Regions from separate parts of the Mus musculus genome. Here region 2 is linked to region 1. Evidence: chromatin contacts called from public HiChIP or PLAC-seq data. All regions are on one chromosome and are shown on one strand. Each heading gives the region's core, a stretch centred on a gene start, on an enhancer-like site or on the middle of the called end of the contact. The rest is flanking DNA. Distances are from core to core; before and after follow the strand shown. Region 1 overlaps Myo16 (myosin XVI). Region 2 has its middle 34 kb from the start of 3930402G23Rik.

What was found. HiChIP or PLAC-seq counts read pairs in DNA pulled down with a chosen protein or histone mark.
Region 2: a contact with region 1 is called in an H3K27ac HiChIP or PLAC-seq map of extraembryonic endoderm stem cells. The contact joins two enhancer-like sites. A contact is called at or near these places in 1 of 484 Hi-C or Micro-C datasets (bone marrow-derived macrophages) and 2 of 115 datasets of contacts at active chromatin or transcription factors (embryonic basal ganglia and extraembryonic endoderm stem cells).

The regions. Positions count from the first base shown.
Region 1 is chr8:10,522,494-10,528,149 of GRCm38.p6, forward strand. All of the region lies in intron 27 of Myo16 (myosin XVI), which reads left to right. Among named protein-coding and RNA genes, the nearest start is that of Gm51561, 95 kb to the left of the region's middle. Within about 2 kb of position 3,363, at least 27 of the 459 cell types and tissues checked have an H3K27ac peak or open chromatin away from gene starts, as enhancers often do. A contact at or near this core is called in extraembryonic endoderm stem cells, where this site is marked.
Region 2 is chr8:10,960,089-10,965,744 of GRCm38.p6, forward strand. No RefSeq gene overlaps it. Among named protein-coding and RNA genes, the nearest start is that of 3930402G23Rik, 34 kb to the left of the region's middle. Within about 2 kb of position 2,118, at least 70 of the 459 cell types and tissues checked have an H3K27ac peak or open chromatin away from gene starts, as enhancers often do. A contact at or near this core is called in extraembryonic endoderm stem cells, where this site is marked.

The DNA of each region.
Region 1 (5,656 bases), core at 2,113-4,612:
ATTAGTTAGTGTGAATGCTGTTCCTAAATGTGACCAATACATTTGGTACAGAAAAGGCAGCAACGAGACAGGTTGGTGATGTAGGCTTCAGAGACTACTCGATTTCCAGGTGGGGAAGTAAGTAGAAGGCAGATATGGTAGAGCGGAGTCCAGCGGCAGGATGTATGGGAAGCCAAGGATATGTGACTTGGGGGGTTTGAGATCTAACTTGTGCTGCTCACGGGCTTTCTGGACATCATGGAGAGTATGAGAAATGCCCATCATGTTTGTCATACATGCATTAAGTCCTGAGTTTTAAGTGGTTGCTTTACCTTGAGTGATGAGTTACATCCTGATCTTTTTATGTGGCTGCTTTGGCCTGGAGTGTGTCTGAAGTGCTGAGGAAAGACTGAAGGAGGATCAAGAAGGCAGAGGTTGAAGCACGCTGGCCCAGTTGGGAAATGGACAGTCCTTCTAAAGACTCATGTGTTGAAAGCTTTGGTTTCCAGCTAGTTACAGGATTTTGGCAGGATCTGCAAATGTTAGGGGTGGGACCTAGCTAGAGGAAGTAAGTCAATGGGGACTCTCTTTGTGGGGTTTATCTTGCCCTGACCCAGGGTCCCCTCTCACTGTTTCTTGGCTGCATTATGTGACAAACCTTCTCCACCACACACGTCTGCTGCCATGATATTCTGGCCAAGCATATGGGGTCAAGCAACCATGAACTGACTCTCTGAAGCCAGGCATTGAGAAGTATCCTTCGTCCTGAACGCCGTTTGTACCAGAGACTTTATCGCAGTGTCAATAACCCTGGCTATTATGAACATATACCTATAGTACAGAAAAGCAGGGGATGGTGCCTGTACCTATAGTACAGAAAAGCAGGGGGTGGTGCCTGTACCTATAGTACAGAAAAGCAGGGGGTGGTGCCTGTACCTATAGTACAGAAAAGCAGGGGGTGGTGCCTGTACCTATAGTACAGAAAAGCCGGGGGTGGTGCCTGTACCTATAGTACAGAAAAGCAGGGGGTGGTGCCTGTACCTATAGTACAGAAAAGCAGGGGGTGGTGCCTGTACCTATAGTACAGAAAAGCAGGGGGTGGTGCCTGTACCTATAGTACAGAAAAGCAGGGGGTAGTGCCTGTACCTATAGTACAGAAAAGCAGGGGGTGGTGCCTGTACCTATAGTACAGAAAAGCAGGGGGTGGTGCCTGTGAGAGAAAAAATGTAAGACGTAGAGAAGACAGGAATGCTAAGAACTGGGAGGTGATCTGGAAGAAGTCAGGGGTAACAAAAACACCAAGTTTTGGGGGGCAGAATAGTGTGATGGGGTGGGGGGGACTACCCTGGAATGCTGTTACTAACTTGACTTAGGAAAGGCTCTTTGCTCCATAGATCTGGGGTATTTTGATGAAGGACTCTGTACATGAAACAGAGAAGCTTGCTGGCAGGAGCAGCAAGGTGTTCTGACAGGGCAACCTGAATGTTGAATGTTGTCTGACTGCCTCTCCCTCTCGTGTTGGGTCTCCATTCCCATTAACCAGTTAGAATCATGACTGACATAGGAGTAGGTAAGAAATACATCTCAACATTTTTGCAAAAGGGAAACACATGAGATATGTATGCCAGGTCAAATGAAAATGTAACTTATAAAGGTTTTTATTTGCTGTTGACAGGATCTATTGGCCCTGCCCAGGGAAGACGTCATGCCCATTGCTGGGATGGGGCTTACTTGTCCTTCATAGCTCTTCCACAGCTCAAGTTCTCTGTGAAAGATCTGTGAAAGGATCTAGTCAAAAGCAATCAAACTCACACCTCCACAGGGCTAGTCAAAAGCAATCAAACTCACACCTCCACAGTGCTCTTTAACTCCCAGAGGGCCCTGGAGACTCAGCTTTCAGCTGAAAAACACCCGAGTAGGACAGCCCTTACTCACTGTTATTTGTAACCCTAAGGAGTTTTAGTCTTGAGGAATAATTATTCAAAGAAGAAACAGTAGCAACAGGGGTAGGCTTTTAGGCTTGACGAAGAGGTGGGGTTGTGGAATGAGCATCCAAACTTCTTATATATTAATTCCTTCAGGGTCCTAAGTGTCACTTTTAGTATTTTTCTTTTGATTAAGACTTCCATTTAAGCGCTGAGGAGTTGGCTCAACCAGTTTAAAGTACTTGTCTCCCAGGCCTGAGGGCCCAAATTCCATCTCCGGAACCCATATTATAAAAGGCTGGGTATGATATGCATTATTAATCCCGGTATTGGTATTGGAGAGGTAGAAAGAGGAGGACCCCAGGGCTTGCCTGCAAGTCAGCCTGGCCTGACGTAGACTTCAGTGAGAGACCCTGTATCATGTGGGGAAAGTTAATGGCTTTGATTCTCCTCCAGTCTTCACTCACATTGAACATGTACGTGTCCCAGTCCCACACTCACAAACACACATATATGCAGAAACCTTCCCTCCAGGTATTTGTGCCTATCTGTGAACCGTGATATAGTTACATTCCTAAGGTATTTAAAATATCTCCAGCTTTTGTCCTTTAGACCTTTCTGCCCATGTTTACAAGCCCTAAGAACAAACAATCAAAAGATAGTATGACTGTGATTTGCTATTTTCTGACAAAGCATCCTGGGTTCAGATTCTTAATATGGCTGAAGGTCTCTCATTACTGCTATGTGAGGCCAAAGCAATCTTTGGTGACTGAATGGTCCCAGAGAAGGAAACTTAGACCTCACTTTCTCATATTAACATTGCCTTTTAAGATAGCAAGATGGCTTCCCTACTACTTGATGCCTCATGGTATAAATGTTGGTTTTTACTTTGTGAGTATTTGCTATGTGCTTTTTAAAATCAGTAGTTTTCACAGTGAGCATTGTTCAGTTCTCGAACAGAAACCACAGTCTCAATTCAGCACTCACTCGAAGCATGGATGTCCAAGGTTGGGGGGAGGGGGCGTCTGTTAGGCAATTGAAATAGTCAGAGCCGATCTCGGCATCTCCGATCTCCGTGCCACTCGGCTCTGCAGAAAATCGTCATTTCACACTGAACTTCTTAATGATTTACTGAATGTGATAGTACCAGTCATGCACTTCTTTAAATGATGTAATTTTTGCATTCACCACCTGTCGCCACAAAACTTTTCAGCCATTTTCAAGAACATCCCTGTCTGGTCTGCAGAGGAAAAAAAACAGCAGAATAACAAATGTCCTGGTAAGCCCGTGTACCTGCATGAGCCTCCTGCTCCTGCTCAGAAACAGGTCAGAGCGGCCCTGGTGAATATTAGATTAAGGAGCAAATTGTCTTAGAAATGGGGTAATTGCATCTAAACTGCATAGTTTCAAGAGGTCTCTCATTTGGGCTTAAACAAGAGAACATCTGTTCTTTTCAGCTCAACTAGACAGGCTGTTCTTGTACCTGACACACACAAGCTATGGCTCAGCCAGCAAATCACAAAATGCACCGAGGATAAAGAAATAAAGCTGTCAAACTGACTGCACAAAACTGGCTATGCTTAGCATCCCCTGGAAAGCACTGCTGGGCACAAGGCAGCAGGACCGACTTCTGTGAAGACCGATATTCCATTCCAGTCCATCATACCATCCCAAGAGAGGCACACTTTAGACAGTCCCTCAGCTAGAACTCATGGGGGAGGGGTGAAGGATGCATACCCTGCGGCTACCTCAGGGGCGGGGCCGGACCTGGCTGAAACAAACTTTGTCTGTTGCAAGGCTGCTGAAGTCATGAAAGGAGTGATATACCTCATCTTATGCCTTTCTCATTTCTCCCTCCCTCCTTCCTCTCTCCTTTCCTTTCTCCTTCCCTGTCTTCTTTCCTCCTTCCCTCCCTCCCTCCCTCCTTCCTTCCCTCCCTCCCTCTCTCCTTCCTTCCTCCCTCTCTTCCTTCCTTCCTTCCTTCCTTCCTTCCTTCCTTCCCTCCCTCCCTCCTTCCTTCCTTCCCTCCCTCCTTCCTTCCCTCCCTCCCTCCTTCCGTCCTTCCCTCCCTCCTTCCTTTTCTGGTTTCCTTTATCAGTGAACATTTCAATCATTTTTTTATATTCATTAATTTATTTATCTATAGTGTGTGTGTGTGTGCGCGTGTGTGCCAATATATGCATGAAAGACAGGAAAACTTGTGGGAATTGATTCTCTTCTTCCTCTGTGTGGAACCAAGGCATTGAACTCAAGTCTTTAGGCTTGGCTTCCGGTGCCTTTACTTGACCATCTGAGGCATCTAACCAGTCCTTCATTCATTTCTGGATGAGTCAAATGTTGTTGTTTCACGAAACCAAGATAACAGGTTCAGCACAGAGCTTAAGAGCGTCGTCATGGAAACTGGTGGCAGATGGTCTAAAGCTGTTCACTGTGTGCGTAAGGGCATTTCCTGTTCCAGTGTCTGAAATATAACAGCATCATTCTTTACTATTCAGCTCCCATTTGTGCAGGGTGAGAAACCCTGGGTTTGGTTCCATGTAGGTCATGATTACACAGGATAAGGTTAAAGTTGTATGTTCAGGCATCTTGCCATGAGTGGGCATAATGGCCAGAATGGATGTGGATGTGTGTAGCATGTGGCCAGTCATGAGTATCATCTTCGCAGACCGTCCTTGTGTACAGGTCAGGGTCAGTACCTGAACGAAGGCACCTGGGGGAGAGAACCTGACAGTACACACTGAAGGAAGATGGGGACACATTCTGGTCCAGTGCATGTCCTCTGAGATGCAGCAAATCCCTTTCAACCCCTCTGGGCTTCTGACAACAGGGTGTGAGTATGGCCAAATCTCATCCCAAAAGTTCTGTTCCATTTAACAAGTGCCTAACATGACCAGGTTGGCACTTGGGTTAACGATAGAGCAGTCCCTACCACAAGGGGATGAGGAAAATAAATGGCTTTGATCTCCTACTTGGATTTTGAGGGAAGAACATGGAGATGTGGAGTTAATATGTCATTAATATTCTTCATTTATACATTTTTCCTTCCTTATTGGTTGTCTCTATTCTTCCAAGCACAAAGCTGAAAGATGCGAGTTCTGTCTTCTCCCACCTCCCTCCTAAGCAGGGTCTACATTTAGTCAAGGACCACAACTAGATTCAGTAGGTGGTTCTGCCAGAACCTGCCTCTGTTTTTACTGCCTCTCTAAATGCATCCTTAGATTGTGAAGAACCACATGAGGACCCAAGATGACTTGCAACACTTGAGATGGATCCTGGATTTTACAGTCACTCTGCTGTTCTTCTCTTATCTTCCTCAACCCCTGCATCTCTCCCTCCCTGCTTCCTTTCAACTCCAGGGAATCACTTGCTGAAGGTGCCACCCAGGCCCCACCACACAGCCTGTGGTTGTATTAGAAGCTCACTCTTTCTGAGCGTGTCTGGGGAGACTGTTCACACACCCCATGGCTGCCTGCATCCAACAGCCTAATTCACACACTCCATGGCCTCTGCTAGGACCCCACTGTTCATGAGCCAAGAAGTGCATGGAATGACTTTCAGGGGAAGAAACAAAATGTATTCATGCTTCTACCTGAGAATTCCACGTGCTTCTAAGGTGGAAGGAGAAGGGTTACCATCTTTCTGGCACAGATTTCTTTTCTCTTTCTTGATGGAGCTACACACTCTCTGGGCCTGAGGTTGGATAGGACTCAGGTGGATCCCATTCAAGGCAAAAGTAAACTTAGGCCAAATTT
Region 2 (5,656 bases), core at 868-3,367, 440 kb after region 1:
TGTATACACGTCAGGTCAACCTCCGGAAAAGCAATGCATATCAAATAAAAGAAATAGTAGCTCAGGAAAACTCACTCCCAAAGACCACTGGGTGGGTTAGAAGAGGAAGCCATTGCTATGGTACAGGGTCAGTAGCCACCAACAAGGGCACCAAATGAAAAACCCTTAGTTACCTACTGCGGGGTTAGAGCAGGAAAGAGGCTGCAGTGCCGCATTCTCACAGAGACCTTCAGACCCAACCCCCACCGATCTGCTGCCACCACCCCTGACCCACAGGACAAGGAGCCGGGCTGGCGCTGAAGCCACACTCGGCTGTGCACTATGAACAGAGATCTATTCATAAAAGGACTGCTGCACACAGCACCAGGCTGCCTTTGTTCGGATCACACTCCTCTGCTGCCAGAAGTAACAGCAGGCGTGTGCGCTTCCGATCCGAGGCAGTGGCTCGCCTTGGAGATCACCTTCTCCTAGGTGGCACACTTTGGGCTTTTGGAGACTGGAGAGCCACGCCACTTCATACCGGGCCCCCTGACTTGGAGAGAGCTTACGTTGTGGTGATGATGCTGCTGACATTTGAGACACAAGAACAATTCACAGTGGGGCCGTGCAGGGCTGGGATCCAGCCAGTTGGTATTCCAGGGAGCCAAACAGGAAGAAAGTCACACACCATGAGAGCAAAACCCAAGAGGCCCTGGTGTCTTGGTGATGGTGGTGCTGAGCCCATCCAGGGCAGGGTCAGACCCCAGCCCCAGATCTGTAGGTCCCATTAACTGGGGCGGGGGGGGGGGCGAGGGAGGATAACGCAGATGCTAGTCAAAGCATTTTGCTTTTAAGGGCAGATCGCACAGGGCTACTGTGCTATTTATCGCTGGGTTTATTGCACTCTTTGCAATAACTTTAGAAGCCACCAAAAGTACTGCTACAGCTTGGGTTCTACAACTCAAGGATCTGCCTACATCTAAGCTTGGGGTGGTTGTCTGGAGTTCTGTCTCCTTCTGAGCACTGAGAATCTATCACTGGCTGTCTCCCTTCCTTTTGTCTTCCCTCTGTACATCTGCATGCGTAAAAACTTCCCTCTCAGTAAGGGCTCCCTTCATATTGAATTAGCATCCAGGCAAGGCTCTTTAACCCCGAAGATCCTGTCTCCTAAATACAGTACTGGGGGCAGGGGTAGGGGGGTCACTTCAATTCAGCACATGAACTTTGAGAAGACAATTCAATCAATCCACAACACAGTTTCTGAAAATAGTAATACAGTCGTGGCTGTGCGCAGAGGACATTCGCTGGGCAATCTCTGAAAGTGAGAGGTTCTGCTTCGTTGCCTTGGACAGAATGAAGAATGAGAAGCCACACAAAGAAAGGGATGTGTGCGCTAATGGGGGCCATACCTGAGTCCAGCAATTGTAGCTTCAAGGGCTGGTAGGCCTCCAAACATTTAGGGGAAGCAACAGATGGGAGTGAGGGTCCCAGGAAAAATCTATAAGGTTATGACCAATGCAGGAGTGGGAGGCACATTCAAAAGTCAGAGCTACCTTTGCCCTGTGGGGGGCTCCAAGCTTCTGGACACATTTAATTACTTGCAGCCAGGCAGGCAGGGGCAAGGTGCTAGAGATAGGGCTGCTCTCTCCCTGTGGATATGGTTGAAGGCACGCAGACACCGAAGCTGGCCACATAGAGACCCAGTCCTGCATCTCCTCACCTAGGGGCCTCTCTTGGATGAGGCCACCTGAGAGACGGACCCAGAGAAAGCTCTGCTGCTAGGTTATCCGGCAACCTAGTTGACAGGAGCGTCGGAGAAACCCGGCTCCGGAAGGAAGAAGCAGCAACAGAGTGGACAGCTGCTAATACTCAGAGACTCTGACATTTTGTTTTTACTACCAGAGAAAATTAACTTTACTCTGAAGGCTAAACCTTTTCTTAAGAAGTCATACACCACTTAGTACACGCCCACTGGAAAAGCCAAGTTATAACTACCAGGTAAGGCGCAAGAATGCCCTTTGAATCCTGAGCACGCAGCTCCTCCTAACTCAATCCTGGCTGGCTATGCAGGGCCCCTGTGAGTCCTACCAGGAAATCTCATGTTCTCTCTTTAAAGGAATTCTTGGAATTCCGCTGGGCCTCTGCAGGTCTCGGGAACAGATGCGGACTGGGCTGATTAATGGAAAAGGGCTCCAGGCCAGCAGAGAGAGTGAAGAACGCTTGGTGGGAAGGGACAGCCATAACTCTCCTCCTGGTGCATAACATAAGTAAAGCAGGCTCCTTGTCCCATAACTGTGTTGCTGCATTCAGCCGGAGTTATAGAAAGGACAAAACTATGGGATATAGCTCCTGCCTTGCTTTAGAAATTGGGCCTTTTAAGTCACCACACACAGTGGTGTTTGCTTTGTGGCATTTTCACACATGTTTTATTTTTCTTGATGATCTCCCTTCTGCCACCTCGGCTGGTCCCCTCCTCCTCCCAGGAACTTCTCTCGTACATCCATGTCACATCTGTTACTTCACCTGTGTAAGACCTACTTTTCCCTCCTCACAGTCTCTTACAGTTTCATGAACTACACACATGCTACATGCTACACACTACAGGCTACACGCTACATGCTACATGCACATACAGGAAGTGTTGCTGTCTGCAGCATGATATGGCACTCTGACTGCAACCTCTTTTCATCTTATAAACTTCAGTGTGACCTCAGGTACAGAGTTGTATAAAGTGGGTGTGCAAATCAAACACTGACAACAAATCATAATGGAATTTGTTCCAACACAAGTCTTCGGTACCTACATCTCACCATTTATTAAAAGTGAGAAAGCACATTTGCATATTAATGAGATGGATTTGCCCATTTATTTTTACATAAAAAATTAAAACCCAGCTGACTATTTGACAGGGTCTCACTACGTAGCCCTGTATGGCTTGGAACTTGCTACATAGACCAGGCTGGCCTCCAACTCATAGAGGTCCTGTCGCCTCACTCTCCCAAGTGCCGGGATTAAAGCTGTGATCACTACACCCAGACACTTAGAGCATCTTGAAGGTTTTTCTGAGTTCATGCATAGTTTGCTTTCACAGACGGCAGTACTCCGGACACTAGTCTCATAAATGTGTAGTATAAAAAGGGAGGGACCACTTAACAATTATTAGAAATTCTGTCCTAATCTCACGTCAAAATTCACTGAACAATTTCTTCATGAAACTCAAGCTAATGGCACAAACAGCGATTTTTAAACAATCAGACATTCTAATCCAATCCAATCCAGAGATGGTACTAACCCAATACTTATATGACAGTAGGGAAATATGAAAAGTATTCGTTTCCCATAATTAAAACTTTATGTTCCTTTAAAAACACAGTCAAAACATGCAGCTCACAGCATGGAGTAGACTTGAATCTGAGCTGATGTATTTCGGGAGCATTTGTTGGCCTTGTATGGTGTGATGTCACGTGCTACACATGGATACACGTATGGTCCTTAGATCCAAGGCTTCAGTCACCTCAGATTCATTACATGGATAATTGTGAATTAATGTCTGGGTGCTGCTTGTCCAAGGCTTTTTGCTTTGTTCCTGCTTGCAAGTGTCCTGTTTCCATCCATGTTTGACTCACGACACACAGTTTAAGGAGTCGGCCTTGAGAAGGCAGAAGGCAGCAAACAGCGCTGTGGGCCGGAGAGATGCTTAATTGTCTGTCTTCCCAGCGAGAAATCTCTGGAATCAGCCCCCTAACCATGTCAAGTATGCAGTTTTTTAAGACAAATATTTTATTGAGATGAAAAGAAACACGTGTCTAAAGAAATGAGATGTCAGTGGGCGTGCATGGGTGTGCAGTGTACACACTCACAAAGTACCACAAGTCATGTCACATACATATAACCACACACATTAGTAGTCATTGTCTGTAGTCATTAGGGGTGAATGGTGGGGGGAGGCAGAGGGGAGGTGGAGAAGGCATTGAGAGGAGAGAAGGGAGAGAAAATCTCAGTGAGGATGAGAGAGAAAAGAGAGAAGAGAGAGGAGAGGGGAGGGGAGGGGAGGGGAGGGAGAGGGGAGGGGAGGGGAGGGGAGGGGAGGGGAGGGGAGACAGAGAACCATGACCACTGCGGTGGAGATCCAATCACAGTGTTAACCGCCACTGCCAAAGACTGCATCCAAGGTTAGTCTTATTCTTAGAAACGGTAACTAGTATTTCAAACACAGCATCAAATGTAACTTAGCAACTCTCCATTAACTTTTACCTACAGAGAGGGACATTACCTCTTCTTAGAAACCACCCAGTGCGTTGTATCACATTTACAAAAACTTGGGGTGGAGTCCAAAGCAAGAATGTATCTTTAGAGTTCAAGGAATTTGGTACCATCTATGGTAGCTCAACACCTGAAATCTGTGCTGGATTCTGTTTACAAACCCATGAAAGGAGACGTGTCCCAGGGTTTCGAAGGGCCAGTGATCCCAGGAAAAGACAAGCAGCGGCCCTGGGGATCTTACTCCATCTTTAATAGTACCTCACAGCTTGTTAGACACAAAGTCCCCTCCTCAGAGTTAGCCTCGCATAGTCCAACAGTCCAGGAAGGATCTCTCAGTTCTCAGGCATCAGTGAGCCAGGGGAAGGCTAGTGCTGGCACAGGGCTGCAAGTGTTTCTTTGGCACCATCTCACAGATGACCTGTTCTCTCTCTGCTGGTCGGCTAGAGGACAGAATTTTGCTATCTCTTTTAAAACCCAAGTGCAGCCATTTGGGCCCATTTCTACATCGGTCCATCAGTCATTCACAACTTAGTCATTCACACAGTATGCTCGCTCAGGCTGTGGGAGGAGAGGAGACAGACGGAGCACCCCACCCCAAGGGGAGTTTTCTGAGCTGTGGTGTGTCCGGAACTGTGGCTAAAAAGCAGAACAGAGGCCACAACGGCCACAGAGGCAATGTGTACTGTTGCTATTTGATCTTCCAAACTTGAGACCTGGGCAGAACCCACTTCGTGTCCCCAGTATCAGTATAAGAGAAGGAGCTGAAGTCGGTGTCCTGTGCATTGGTGGCAATAAGATGACCGTGTAGATTTTTAAATCTACGGAAGAAATGAGCAAATATTGATGTAGAGGAGGGGTCTCTGCAGGACTTTAAAGGAAGAGTCATCCAAGCAGACCAAGAGAAGGGGGGACACATCTGTGTCACCTCCAGCTTCCCCCTACTCAGTCCATGGAACAATCTTGTTTTCTGACTCCTGCTTCTGAGCATCATTTGCTCCAAACGTCTGTGTAAAAGGGAAGCATTAAACGAAGCTCCTGGGTCGGTAATTAAAGGCAATGATTTCAGCGGATAGAGTTTTGTTTTCATAATCTGCTCTTTGTCTGCACAGAGCCAGCTCTTGGCTGCATCTGCCACCGCTGGCCTTTGCTCTGTTTACTCTGAAGAATGAGGCGCTGTTCTGTTTGTTTCTCGTTTTCAGTCTGTAAAACTCTGTTCTCTTGGTTCTCTATTCCAGGAAGGAAAAAAAAATAAAAGAACAAGGCTCTTTAAATATCACAGCAGTGACTACTCACCCATACACACAGCCTCAATATTAGCGATGACAGACACTCAGGGGAATGTGCAAGAATTTTCCCGCTGCCAGCCTTGCTCTGGCAGGTGGACCTCAATTGAGAAAAGCACTTTTTATTCAGC